4 separate regions of the Mus musculus genome follow, and all the other regions are linked to region 2. The links are chromatin contacts, called in public promoter capture Hi-C maps. All regions are on one chromosome and are shown on one strand. The core of a region is the stretch at or near the end of the contact, and the rest is flanking DNA. Distances in the headings are between cores, read along the strand shown. Region 1 holds the start of Gprasp2 (G protein-coupled receptor associated sorting protein 2). Region 2 holds the start of Arxes1 (adipocyte-related X-chromosome expressed sequence 1). Region 3 holds the start of Bex3 (brain expressed X-linked 3). Region 4 holds the start of Tceal9 (transcription elongation factor A like 9).

Region 1 (3,402 bases), core at 265-2,764, 190 kb before region 2:
AAAACTGACACTAATGTAAAGGTCTTATGAGAGTTCCTTTCCTTCTAAGATTACAAGGGAGAATCTTCATTGGTTTTCTTCCTGTGTTCTGGAGACAGGTTACATTCTATGGCTACTGTAGTCCTTACATCTTCAAAGCTAATAAGGGACTTTTCAGCTGCCCCCTCCCCACATGCTGTTTCCTTCAAACACAGGATTTATGCCACACCTATAATCTTTACAGTTATATTGGGTAGACTCATCTAGCAGAATTGTGTGCTAGATCCCACTATTTGCAACTGGAGTTCCACCTGAAACCTCAGTTCTCCTTGGCCGAATAATGTATGTTCACATATCCTTGGGGTTGTTGTTTTGCTGCAAACTAACTAGGTGTTTAAAGGAATTTCTAGATGAGCAAGCCCGGCAGCTTTACTGTGTGCTTAAGGCCATTCCTGATTTTCTCACAAAACAAGCAAAGAGGATGGAGAGCAGAGGGAATTTTGTGGGTGGGGTAAAAGAAAAGACTCAAAGTCAGCCAGGGGTGGGTTGTGAGAGAAAAAATGCACAGAGGGTGGTTTCCCTGACAGTTACAGTGAATCGAGTTGTGGCTGAGATCCAAGCTAGTTGATCCTCCTGCATATGCATGCTGCCAAAAACAAGAGCTTGGACCTGACTGGGAAGAGATGAGTTCAGAGAACCATAGGCAAGGAAACTGAACAGGCCCAATATGGCTCCCAACACTAGGCTGTAGGTCTCTATGGCACCCTGTAAATACTGACAGGGAAAGGACAATTGTGGGGACAGACAATAAGTCAATAAGTAACCCAAGGGTATTGCTCCTTAGAATGAGAACATCTCTCTCTCTCTCTCTCTCTCTCTCTCTCTCTCCACCCCTCTCTTCTTTTCTCCCTCCCTCCATCCCTCTGTGCCTCTATCTCCCTTTTGAAAAGTGGACAGTGGTGGGGGTTGTAATGAAAGCCCCCATGTCCTATCCTTTAGATTCAAAAATGCTCTCCTCTTCATGGTTGCATGAGCCAGTAAGAGAAAACATGGGAGAATCAACAGGAACCTACTGGCTGGCTGGCTGTTGCTAGGTCACCTGTCCCCTCTCAGGCTGCATTACTAACAGCCCCCCTCCCCTTCCATTGGCGACAGAAAGGGGGGGGGAGGTTGGGAGGGAGTACAGAGTGGGTGCTGTGATGGGTAGGCACTGTCCAGCCTCGTTCTGAAGTGCAAATCTAGGGGCCACTCAGTATCCCTCCGCTGCTCCCCCCTGCTCCCTAACTGCAGACCTTCTCCTCCTTATAGTCCCCCCCTTCCCAAAACCCTCATAGACTCTAGGTCTTAGCCATCCCACACACTGTTGTGGCGCCAAAAAAAAAAAAGTGGTGGTGGTCTCTGGTTAGGGTGAACAGGGGTCTGCAGACGCCTAACCGGTGCAACCCACCCCTCCAAGAGGAGTGGGGCTGTCTGGCCCCGCCCACTCCGAGTCGGAACTACAGTGGGTCCGGGAGGGGGCGTAGAGCCCCGTGCGCAGTATCCCTCCGCCCCCTTCCCGACACCCTCGAGGAGAGCTGGCTTGTCGCATCCTGCGCAGCCCCTGCCTGTTTGGTGCAGAGGCGTGGGGACAGGACACATCTCTGCCATTCCACTCGCGCGCAAAGCGTTAAAGGCCAGTGAGAGGATCTGCAGAGGACAGAGAACACCCAGGAATAGGAGTCGGACGTGGGGGAGCCCAGGGACCTGGGCCGTGCGCCTGGCCAGGCAAGTGGGGGTGTGTCGAGGGCTCTGGGCGGTCGCGCACTGCAAACAACTGCCTGGCCCTGACAGTTCAGTGGAGGCAAAGGGGTCGCAGCTGCTCCCTGGAGTGTGCGCGGTGCCCGGAGACCCCAGACCGTGGTGGGGAGGAGGAAGCGGGGAACTAAGGCAGGGCCGCAGGAGCAGGGGGCGGCTGAGGAGGCAAAGTCTGCGGGTTTTGGAGGGTGGCAGAGCCTACAACCTGACAGCCTCCCTCCAGGTGTCAGTCCGGGACCAACACAGGTTATGAGGTAGGTGGCCACAGGAGAAATGGCGGTGGGGGGTTGCGGGGGAGGAGGACAGCAAGCCTGGAGCCCATGGATGTGGGTGCAGGTGCAGGGGGCCAACTCAGCTGGTGGGTGGTGAGTCGCCTCGGCTATTAGGGCTCCGAAATGGTTCCTGAGAGGGGCCCTGGTACCCTGCATCCTGGGTGCTGTCACTCCCCACAGGCTTCTGATTGATGGAAAGTGACCTGTCTGCATGGTAGGTCTGGCATATTCTGACAGGCCACGGTGAGCATCTATAGACCAGAAGCTTGAGAAAAGAAGAAGAGAAAAAACAGCGCGGATTTCTGGAGGTGTGTAGTAATGGGGATGGGCACCAGACAGTGAGTGGAGATGCAAAAAATGGTGGGGGTGACTGGCCAGAACAGGTGGGATATCCATTAGTGTCTCCTAATCTCATTTCTCACAACCTTGTAGGTACCTTCCACACTGCCTTTCCCCTCCCTCCCAAATCTGGGGTCTGAAAAGATGGTTTGGGGATGATGACGGAGTCATAAATCCAAGGACCACTTCAGAACCTGGTTTCTAGAATGTGCTGCGCCCTTCCCCCATTTTTTGCTGCGCAAGGAAAGGAAATATGGCCACCTAGTGGCGGATCTTCAACATTGCAGAAGGGACTAATAAGGATGACATCAAAGAAGGGGGTGTTACCTCAGGAGCCCTACAGCCAGGCTAAATAAATCTAGAATGTTCCAGCAGTAGGACCCTAAATGCTGAAAGACACATGATCTGGTTCATATCCTTGGTGACATTCATAACATGATCAGCTGCTACCATCATATAAGTGCCATACATTTTCATCTTTGTCCACAGCCCTGCTTTAAGGCTGGTCAGTTCTTCAAGCAAGGGAAGAAGGCTTCAAGGCGACTGTCTCAAATCTCTGGAGATTGGTGAGACTCAGGGCAGTGCAGGAGCCAGCCACTGAGGAGGCAAATTCAGATTGCTCTAACCCAAGAGGGTGTTTACTGTCCCCTTAATTTGCCCACACCTGCTGCCATCATTTCCTGATTGTCATACATTTTCATGTCTTTGTCCACAGCCCTGCTTTAAGGCTGGTCAGTTCTTCAAGCAAGGGAAGAAGGCTTCAAGGCGACTGTCTCAGATCTTGGAGGTTGGTGAGACTCAGGGCAGTGCAGGAGCCAGCCACTGAGGAGGCAAATTCAGATTGCTCTAACCCAAGAGGGTGCCCGATGCCTTTATTGTCCCCTTAATTTGCACAAAGCTGCTGCCATCATTTCCTGATTGTCAGACATTTTCATGTCTTTGTCCACAGCCCTGCTTTAAGGCTAGCCAGTTCTTCAAGCAAGGGAAGAAGGCTTCAAGGCGACTGTCTCAGATCTTG
Region 2 (3,037 bases), core at 277-2,776:
TTCCAGTAACCACATGGTGGCTCACAGCCATCTGATGGCTTCTGTTGTGTCTGAGACAGACAGTGTTCTCACATACATAGAAAAGGAAGGAAGGAAGGGAGGGAGGGAGGGAGGAAGGAAGGAAGGAAGGAAGGAAGGAAGGAAGGAAGGAAGGAAGGAAGGAAGGAAGGAAGCTAATCCTTTTAATGAACAGATCTACTCTCTAGAGTTTACTGATCCCAGGTAGGGAAGAACCTGTGTTCTCAGGGCACTTGGATAAATTTCATCAATAAAAACATTCCAGTTGTCCCAGAACTCTGCATGGTGCCATTAAATTAGTTGGGTTAAAATGTTGACAAAAGAAGTCAGGATTTTTTCCAAGTGTGGAACCTTCCCCCACTCAAATCTTCTGCTGGTGCTTATTAAACTCGAAGAATAAACTCTTTTGAATAAAAAAGACAAAACAAAAAAACCCATGGAATTGAGGTGGGTAGATTTCAGCTGATTCTGATAGTCACTGAGTTTTGAAAAGCACTGATGTCTATTTGCAACAAGATCTTTTAATATCTTAAATAATTTAGTGTGTTTTGTCAGAGTTCTCAGTTGTAAATTTTCTATCTTCTCTAAAGTGTCAGTAATTCTTTCAATTTATTAATAATCATTCAGTAATGAATATACAGAACACTGGCTTAGGCACTGGAAAAGTAGCAGAAAGAAGACAGAAAGAGGCCACTGTGCATTGGCAAAACTGGGTAAGAAAACAACTAACCAGGCAAGTTATATGGGGATTTCTGTGTGAAGAAAATAAACAGAAAACAGTTTGAACAGGGGATTACATGGAGTTGTCACTGAAAGCCTTTGCTGGAAGTGGCCTTAGAACTGAGTCCTGAATGCAAAGAAGCCATGCACAGACAGGCCAGGTCTTGGTGCGCTTGGACTGTGTGTGCTCCAGCTAACCCAGGAGCAGAGGACAGCAAGCCCACTGGCTGCAGCCTGGCAGACAACCATCAGGATGGTAGGGGGTGAGGGGTGGACAGGGCAGATGCAGCAGAGTCTGGGCCTCCTCTGCCACTAAGACTGTATGCTGAGGGCGGAGGATCCCAGCAAGGGGGGTGACATGACCTGTAGGGAATGGCTGGTCTGTGTGTAGAGAATGGACTGCAGAGGCAGGATTAGCCTAGTGTGGGGGAAAGGAAGTCCAGGCATCAGCAGCCTGTTGCAGAAGGCCAGGGGAGGGGCTAGGATGTATGGAAGCCATGATGCAGCAGTGTGCAGAGGGAGAGGGTTCCCTGGCCAGGGCTTTGTGTGCCGGGGCAGGGGCTGTGGTTGGTGCCAGGGACCTTCCGTGACTGTGTCTGGGTGTGAGGGTGAGACAGTTCAAGGCACCGCTGGGCTCATTCAGCCAGGCTGCGGCTTTCTATGAGATGCTCCAAGTGCCTTAGACTCTCAGCAGACAGTGGTTGTAGGGTTAACTAGTGGCTTGGGGCGGGGGAGGGGGCAGGCATCGTGGGCGGTGCGCGCTCCAGGGACGCGTGCGCGAGCCCGGCATTCCGCGCGAGCCAGAGGAAGGCAGAGGGACCGCGGAGCGAACTGCACGCCCCGTGCCGAGCCAGCCAGCCAGCCAGCCAGCCAGCGAGCGCCGGTGGAGCCCGCGTGGAGGGAGCCGCCGATTGAACACCCTGCAAGATGAACTCCCTGCTGTCCCGGGCCAACTCGCTGTTCGCCTTCACGCTGAGCGTCATGGCGGCGCTCACCTTGGGCTGCATCCTCACCACCGCCTTCAAAGACAGGAGCGCGCCCGTGCGCCTGCACGTCTCCAGGATCCTGCTCAAAAAAGTGGAAGACTTCACCGGACCCAGAAAGAAGAGCGACCTGGGCTTCATCACCTTCCACATCTCTGCGGATCTGGAGAAGACTTTCGACTGGAACGTCAAGCAGCTCTTCCTTTATCTGTCGGCAGAATATTCCACCAAAAGCAACGCTGTGAACCAGGTGGTCCTCTGGGACAAGATCCTTCTGCGAGGCGAGAACCCCAAGCTGAACCTGAAAGACGTCAAAAGCAAGTATTTTTTCTTTGACGATGGACACGGGCTCAAGGGAAACAGGAATGTCACTTTGACTCTCTCCTGGCAAGTGATACCGATTGCTGGGATCCTGCCTCTTGTGACTGGATCTGGACGCGTGTCTGTCCCGTTTCCAGATTCCTATGAAATAGCCACGACTTTTTGAAGAATTCTCTCTGCATCGGAAACGGGACATCTGTGGACCTAAGGAATCATAGTTTAAAACTGTCAAGAAACACGTGCTGTAACAATTTATGTGTCGCATTCCTGCATGCCTACACTGAATGTGATTTAGAAGCAGACGTTTGTTCACCTCGTGTAAAGCATGCTTGATTCCTTGGGGGGGGGGGGACAGTTAATATCGTTTGTTAGATACCATAAGTGGTGGAAATAAAGTGACTAAAGACCGAGTACATGATGATTCTGTAAATCACTGTAACACATTATTGATATGCCGACTGTCTGAGAAATATGGGTCTTTCCAGGTTTTTCCTCCAAAAGTTTTTCTGTTTTACATTTTTTTGAAAAAAATTAATGTTTTAACCATTGTTAGTGAAGGTTGAAAACGTTTGCATGACTTTCCCATTGAGTTTCAGTCTGTATGCTTACTACCACTAGGTGCTAATTATGTACAGTTCTCCACAAGTCTCCATTTTAATAAGTTTTGGAGTAATATTAACACTCATCGTTTAATTTTTTTCATTTACAAACTCTCTTATATGTTATTGTATCCTATTGCCAGCAGTCTCGGGATGTATATAATAGAAACATGGGCTGTTTGCAGATGAACACTGTGAACCCCTGAAGCTTGGGGAATCATTTCAAGCTTAAATAGCTAGCAAAAAAAGTGGAGTCTAACTTTGATCTTGGATATTCTCATTCCCTAAGTTTATTCCACCCCTGATACCTGAGATGACATCATAGGAATTTCATGTGTAACTTACATTGTATTTTTGTAACCCTGAAACTCTCTGTTTTGATGTTTCTGATCTTAT
Region 3 (3,237 bases), core at 46-2,545, 240 kb after region 2:
GTATGAGTTTTCACACCAAGTTCATCCATCCTTTGCTTAGTTCTAATATTTCTTGAGGCATTTATACCAGAGTAGAAGGTTTGGGGATAACTTCTAGATATGTTATATTTCTCAGCTTATTATTTATAGGGTGGGTTGAAAGGCTTGGAGAGGAAAGCCAAGAATTCAAATGGCTCTTTTTCCTGAGGACTGTGGAATCAGAGACATCTCAGATAACACCAGGCCTTGGGAGGCAGAAGGAGGAGGCAGAGGCAGGGAAGATCACCCCAAATTTGAGGGCATCCTGTTAAATAGAGTGAGCTCCATATAGTCAGGGATTACAACTGAGAACCTGCCACACCTCCAAAATCATAGAAAAGTATGACTTCTTTCTGTAGGAACGATTCCAGAATTGTTTTAAAGCATTAGTTGTATTCAGCAAGTGTCCTTTCTTTTTAAAGAAAAAATTGTAACAGACGAGTACAGGGTATTTCAAAACTGACACCCCAAACCTAGAGAAGATATTTTTCTGTGTGATAGTATAAATAGCACTTTTTTTTCTTTTCATTTTGCAGAATGAAGCATATTTTTTTTTTCAAAACTGAAAACTCACCAGCCTTGATAGTGCAAGCCTTTTAACCTTAGCTACAAGGGAGGCTGATGTAGAAGGAATGAAATTCAAGGGCAGCCCCAACAACATAGACAGGCACTGTACTCTTTTTTCTTTTTAGTTTAAAAAGTGTGTGTGTTGGGGGGCAGGGGCTGGAGCGGTCTGTAAATACACCTCGGTAGAAGACAGCTTGTCCAGCAATTATTAAGCTAGAGGATCAATCCCCAGCGTTCCAAAAAAGGAGTGGTCCTTATAATTTTGAATTTTCTAAATCATGCTGATCATGCCTATGTGTGTGTGTGTGTGTGTACCCGCGCGCTTGTGTGTGGGGTTGTGTATGTGTGTGTGTACCTGTGTGTGTATGTTTTAAGGAAATAAAGAGAAATATGTACAGTCTACCCCACTCTCTATCTCTTGGTGTGTTATGGGGAGAAGTTCTGGAGAAAACATTTGGATAAGGTGGAGAGGAATCTCAAAGAAGGCCAAAGCCAAGACCTGGCTATAGTGGGAGGGAGACATAGAGGATGGTGCAGACCCTCCCTGGTAACAGGGAAGGGAGATGTCCAACCTCCTGATGGTGATGCCACTTGTGGTTCCTCAGATTGGTGAGGATCCGGATGAGTGACGGGTGGGGCCCGAGGTGAGCACTGGCGGCGGGGAGGCGGGGGCGGGGCCTCCTGTCGCACTGGCCTCCCGAACAGGGGGAGCGGGCTTGGCAGTGACGCAGGGCCCTCACGTGACCCGGGGCTGCAGAGCGACGCAGCCTTGGGTGCAGTCGTCACGAGCGTCTGGCCAGCAGCTCGGAGCTCCTCTGCGCGCGGCGGGCTGGCAGCGGGCCCGAGGCGAGCGGGACAGGTAAGGGGCCTGCACGCCGCGGCCCTGCGGGCGACAGCCTCGCGACGGGCGGGCGCGCACCGCGGCTTTGTGCACCGCGCGGGGAACCCCGGCTGCGCCCGGGAAGGGACGCCCGGGCTCAGGGGCGGGGACGGCGCGGGGGTCCCGGGAGAGGGGCGGCTGGGCGGGCCCGCAGCGGAGAGCGCTAGAGCGAGCCCCGGAGAGCGGGGACGGGGACGGGGACGGGGACGGGGATGGGGATGGGGACGGGGATGGGGACGGGGATGGGGACGGGGATGGGGACGGGGATGGGGACGGGGCTGCTAGAGATCGTGGGCGGCCGTGTAGGGGGATGGGCGGTGGGTCCGAGGAAGGCGGGTGCGGTGCTGAGCTCGGCGCCCAGTCCTTCCCATCCCACCCTGTCTGCAGATTGACTGGAAGCCGAGAGTCCAGGCGGCAGCGGGAATTGACAGGAGGACTACGCCGCAAGGGATAGGCCCAGGTTGGTTCAGTGGCGGTGGGGGTGGGGTGGGTGGCTGGGGGAGGTTGGGGAAAGCCCTGTCTAGGACCCCTGTGAGAGCCCCCACTCCACACTACTCTTCTTCTCAGTCCTCCATTTTGGTGGCTGAAAGCTCAGGGAAAGGATCCTGGGAAATAAAAAATGGTGGGCTTTGGGGGAGGGAGGGGACAGAGAGCTGGGAGGGGGGAGGGGCTCGAAATGGAGGCTCCCTAGAGGTTGCCTGGAGACTCTAAGGTGGGAAAAAAATAATAATGAAAATCCTTGTTGTTAATCTCTGACTTTTGCTGGTCACTGCATCGAGCATTCAGTTTGGGTTTTTTTTTTTTTTTCCTCCCCTTGCCCTGTCTTGCTTGTGTTCAAAGAATAGCAACCAGGAAACAAAATCTCATCATGGCCAATGTCCACCAGGAAAACGAAGAGATGGAGCAGCCCCTGCAGAATGGACAGGAAGACCGCCCTGTGGGAGGAGGTGAGGGCCACCAGCCTGCTGCAAACAACAACAACAACAACCACAACCATAACCACAACCACCACCGAAGAGGCCAGGCTCGCCGACTTGCCCCTAACTTCCGATGGGCCATTCCCAACAGGCAGATGAATGACGGGTTGGGTGGAGATGGAGATGATATGGAAATGTTCATGGAGGAGATGAGAGAGATCCGGAGAAAGCTTAGGGAGCTACAGCTGAGAAATTGTCTACGCATCCTTATGGGGGAGCTGTCTAACCACCACGATCACCATGATGAATTCTGCCTTATGCCTTGACTTCGGTCATTCCCCCCTGAGATCCATACTGTGACTCCCGCTGTAGCCCTTTTCCTCGCATTTTCCTGACATGCCTTTAATGACCCGTTTGTGGTGAGCCTTGTGTTATTTCCATGCCATGTGCCAGGTGGGGCTTGTGTTGCCAGCTTCTAATTGGAGATTGCCTTCCCACTCAGTGTGAGTTTCTGTCAACAGTGCAGTGTTGCCCATTAGCATGGAAAGCAATGTCAAGTCAATAAAGCAACTGAATAATCATTATTGTGTCCTTAAAGCATAAATAAACAGTTAAGATTAAAAAAAAGAGCCACAAGAACTCTGAAATTCAACAGTATTGGGGGTGGGGAGTGTACACATGTATACTTTTCCTTTTATTTGGAGCTTCATAAACCTTTTTTTGGTAAGTTTATGAATTTAGTGCAGGTGTATCTTAATTATTTGCTCAACAGACTTAAAGAGTAAATCCTCTTGGTGAAGATAGAATTTCTTAAAATTGTTCATATTGTCCTTATGTGCGGGAGTGATGTGGTTT
Region 4 (3,064 bases), core at 258-2,757, 210 kb after region 2:
GAAACTGAGAGGTTATTGCCAATAAAAGATCATCTTAGTGGATTCAGGGATGCAAAGCAGCTTTGTAGACAGGAAAAGGAACAGAGGTAACAGCAGCAGAGCACTGTTTACTGGAGACTTCTAGATTCCAATGGCCAAGAATGGAATATTGTCTTACTTCCTCTTATCTTGGTGTCTGTAGCCTTGGAGAGGGAACACAGTGTGCAAATTTAGGTCAAAACAACCTTGTATTATTGTTCTGAACAAGCCACATCTTAAATGACTGCTATGTCTACATGTAAAATTGAGCAGAAATCTGACTCAAAGGTTAAGATGACCAAACAGAAGATACAGTTTGAAAGCAGCAATGCCAAGTTTTAAAATATATTTTTTAGACATTTTAGACACTTACTAGGTATATGTAACCAAGTGAGCAGCCAATACTTTCACCTATAGAGGCTTTTAAGTCCTTAACCCAAGCAACCATCATCATCATAAAACTAGCAACTTGACTAGTCAAGTTTAAAGTTTAATTTAAAGTCAAGTACAAGATAAAGAAGCTAGAGTCCTCCTGTTAAAGGGGAACATAATTATACTATATCCAGTCTCACTCCAGCGTGAGTGAGATATGCATATATATGAAATAAAATGGGAATAAGTAAATGTTGAAAGTTTTCTATGAGCTAAGCGATTTAGAGCAGACACATATTGTTAAGACAGTCCAACAATTCGTGGTGTATATAAAGTGTTACTTTCTTTAAGATGAGGCGACTGTTTTCGAACAATCTATGCTGGCAAGTGTTGAAGCAGCGATTCTTCAGGCGACACCACTTCTTGGTAATAATACCACCAGCAGGCCTCTAGAGTTAAACATGATTTTTCTTCTTTTTAAATAATTCCCCCAAGTAACACCACAATATAATAAAAAATGTAAAGGCATATACTTTGAATGCATTTACTAAAAAACACTAGGCACTAGTATAAGAAATGAACATGTATGAATTCACAAATGTATCTAAAGTAATTTGGCTGTCACTTCTGACTGTAAAACAACATTACTTTCGAAAAGACTACAGACGTATTAAGAATAAAGTTTAAGTTGCCTTAAAGAAAAATCCCACTTCTATTTCAAGATTCCCCCTCTCCCACTGCTTTCTGACCTACCTACCTGGCTCCACAACAAAGGAGTGCGTTTCAGATGAAGGAGGAGGGGCTAAGGAAAGCTAGGTGGGGGGTGAGTGGTACTGGCAGTTAGGAGCGTGAGACAGGAAGAGCCTATTATTAAAAGAAGCCGAAAAGTTCCGTAGCTTCAAAAAATATGACGCTCCTCTTTAGTAATCAGAGAGCTGCAAAAAGAACAACAACAATAAAACCAATCCGCACATTCTTTTTTTTTCTTCCTCCAGAAAAGACTGACAAGGCCAAATGAATGTTTAGAGAGGGGGTGGTAGATGGGAGCGGAGGGCGGGGCCACATCTGCCGCGCTTTTTGTGGGAGTGGAGATCGGGGACCGGACCTCACTGGTGACGTAGATCTCATGTGACCAGGAGTCGACGTGTGCAGAAATCCTGCTAGTCTGGTCCTTGTTTCCATCTGGGTACCAGCTCCCTTTAGCCTTGCAGACGGTGGTGCGAGAGGCCAGCGGCCAGAAGAGACAGCTTGCTTCAATTCATCAGGTTAGTGTTTTAAGCCGTTACTGCCAAGGATTTTTGTAGTTTACAGTGGTCTAGGGTAGTGACTTGAGTCCTGGTTAAGTCTGTCCCTCCACCTCGTACCTTTAATTCTTCAGGAAAGGACACTTGTGAAACGACTAGGGGGTCCCAAGAGAAAACAAGGGGGGCTGTGACGATTCCAAAATAATCATACTCTGAGATTTTGGACCCCCACTTTGCTTCCCAAACCTCGTCTCGGATCTACAGATAGTTGGGGAAGAATAGCTCCTTTTTACCCTCTGTCTGGTGAGAAAGACAGGCTAACTTGCGGGGTGGGAAGGAGGAGTCCTTTGGGAAACAAAGGGTGGGAAACTTCCATAAGCAAGCCCTTAAATGCGGAGAGCTCGGCGAGCTGGGTCCGTGGTAGTGCTCTGCTGAGCACCGAGGGCTTGCTTGCCCCACCCCCAACATCCCCTCCCTTCTCCGTTTGCCTGCAGGTTTGTTCTTTGTACCGCACCAGGCTAAAATAAGTAGGAAAAAGAAATCGACCAGATCTGTACCTGGTAAGTGAGGGGGAACTTTATAAAAGACTCCCCCAGGATATGGGTCGGTGAAGGCCTGCAGAGGCTGAAGGCCCCAGTCCCCTCTCCCTTCCCCCCACCCCTTTCGGAGGGGCCTGTGTTAGGCCTGGGAGGGAGAAAGATTTGTGGAGGGCTGGGGCGGGAGGCGGGAAGGAAGGCCTTGGAAAATGCTGGAGGGAGGGACTAGAGAGGGGAGGGGGTGGAAAATGGAGGTAAGAGGGGCGGGGACAGGGAAACCTTGATTGCGGACTGGGTTTCTCAGGTGGAAGGTATCTGGTGAGGGCAGTTAGACCGAACGAGGGTGGGGGGAAGAGAGGAGGGGAAAGAGGGAAGTGGGGAGAGGGAGAGCGGGAGGGGGCAAGAGTGGACGGAGGGGGGGTGGGATGGGGAGGGCGTAAGCAAACGGTGAGGAGACCTTTGTGCACAGCACCTGCCCATCTACCAAGTCTTCCATCTACCACCACCTCCTCCTCCTCCTCCTCCTCCTCCTCCCCCTCCCCCTCCCCTCCCCCCTCGCTTCCTAGAAATCATTGCATTCCCGTATTCTGCAGGAAGCAGCAAAGAAGAGAAGCAGACACAAGATGAAACCCTGCCAAAAAATGGAAGGAAACCTAGAAAAGGAGGATGAGCCAAAGCCTGAGGAAGAGCCAAAGCCGGAGGAAAAGCCCGAGGAGGGGCAGGAACCCGAGGAGGAGGAGAAATCCGAAGAAACTTTTCGGGAGAGGCTGATCCGGTCTCTGCAGGATTTTCAGGAGGATATACACAACAGGCACCTGAGCAGTGATGATCTGTTTAGAGATGTGGAGGAGCTAGATGAGATCAGGAAAGTGAGAAACAAACTTATAGTGACGC

Evidence for each region. Promoter capture Hi-C pulls out the DNA fragments that hold promoters and counts their contacts.
Region 1: a promoter capture Hi-C map of cranial neural crest shows a contact between it and region 2. The contact joins the promoter of Gprasp2 here to the promoter of Arxes1 in region 2. A contact is called at or near these places in 4 of 39 promoter capture datasets (the 3T3-L1 cell line, cranial neural crest, embryonic stem cells and 1 more).
Region 3: a promoter capture Hi-C map of second pharyngeal arch cranial neural crest shows a contact between it and region 2. The contact joins the promoter of Bex3 here to the promoter of Arxes1 in region 2. A contact is called at or near these places in 7 of 39 promoter capture datasets (the 3T3-L1 cell line, cranial neural crest, frontonasal cranial neural crest and 4 more) and 1 of 115 datasets of contacts at active chromatin or transcription factors (stem cell-derived neural progenitor cells).
Region 4: a promoter capture Hi-C map of frontonasal cranial neural crest shows a contact between it and region 2. The contact joins the promoter of Tceal9 here to the promoter of Arxes1 in region 2. A contact is called at or near these places in 2 of 39 promoter capture datasets (cranial neural crest and frontonasal cranial neural crest), 1 of 115 datasets of contacts at active chromatin or transcription factors (embryonic midbrain) and 1 of 9 other capture datasets (adipose tissue).

Annotation. Positions count from the first base shown.
Region 1 is chrX:135,837,520-135,840,921 of GRCm38.p6, forward strand. It overlaps Gprasp2 (G protein-coupled receptor associated sorting protein 2), which reads left to right and starts at 1,515. Exons shown (of 6, transcript NM_001359371.1): 1 at 1,515-1,743; 2 at 2,874-2,950; 3 at 3,100-3,171; 4 at 3,334-3,402.
Region 2 is chrX:136,031,841-136,034,877 of GRCm38.p6, forward strand. Arxes1 (adipocyte-related X-chromosome expressed sequence 1) reads left to right here and starts at 1,527. Exons shown (of 1, transcript NM_029541.3): 1 at 1,527-3,037. The coding sequence starts at 1,666. The coding sequence ends at 2,208.
Region 3 is chrX:136,268,958-136,272,194 of GRCm38.p6, forward strand. It overlaps Bex3 (brain expressed X-linked 3), which reads left to right and starts at 1,296. Exons shown (of 3, transcript NM_009750.2): 1 at 1,296-1,444; 2 at 1,853-1,925; 3 at 2,306-3,021. The coding sequence starts at 2,334. The coding sequence ends at 2,708.
Region 4 is chrX:136,243,573-136,246,636 of GRCm38.p6, forward strand. Tceal9 (transcription elongation factor A like 9) reads left to right here and starts at 1,508. Exons shown (of 3, transcript NM_011712.2): 1 at 1,508-1,655; 2 at 2,129-2,194; 3 at 2,764-3,064. The coding sequence starts at 2,794. It overlaps Gm39535 (a long non-coding RNA gene), which reads right to left and starts at 1,465. Exons shown (of 2, transcript XR_878245.2): 1 at 1,148-1,465; 2 at 1-182.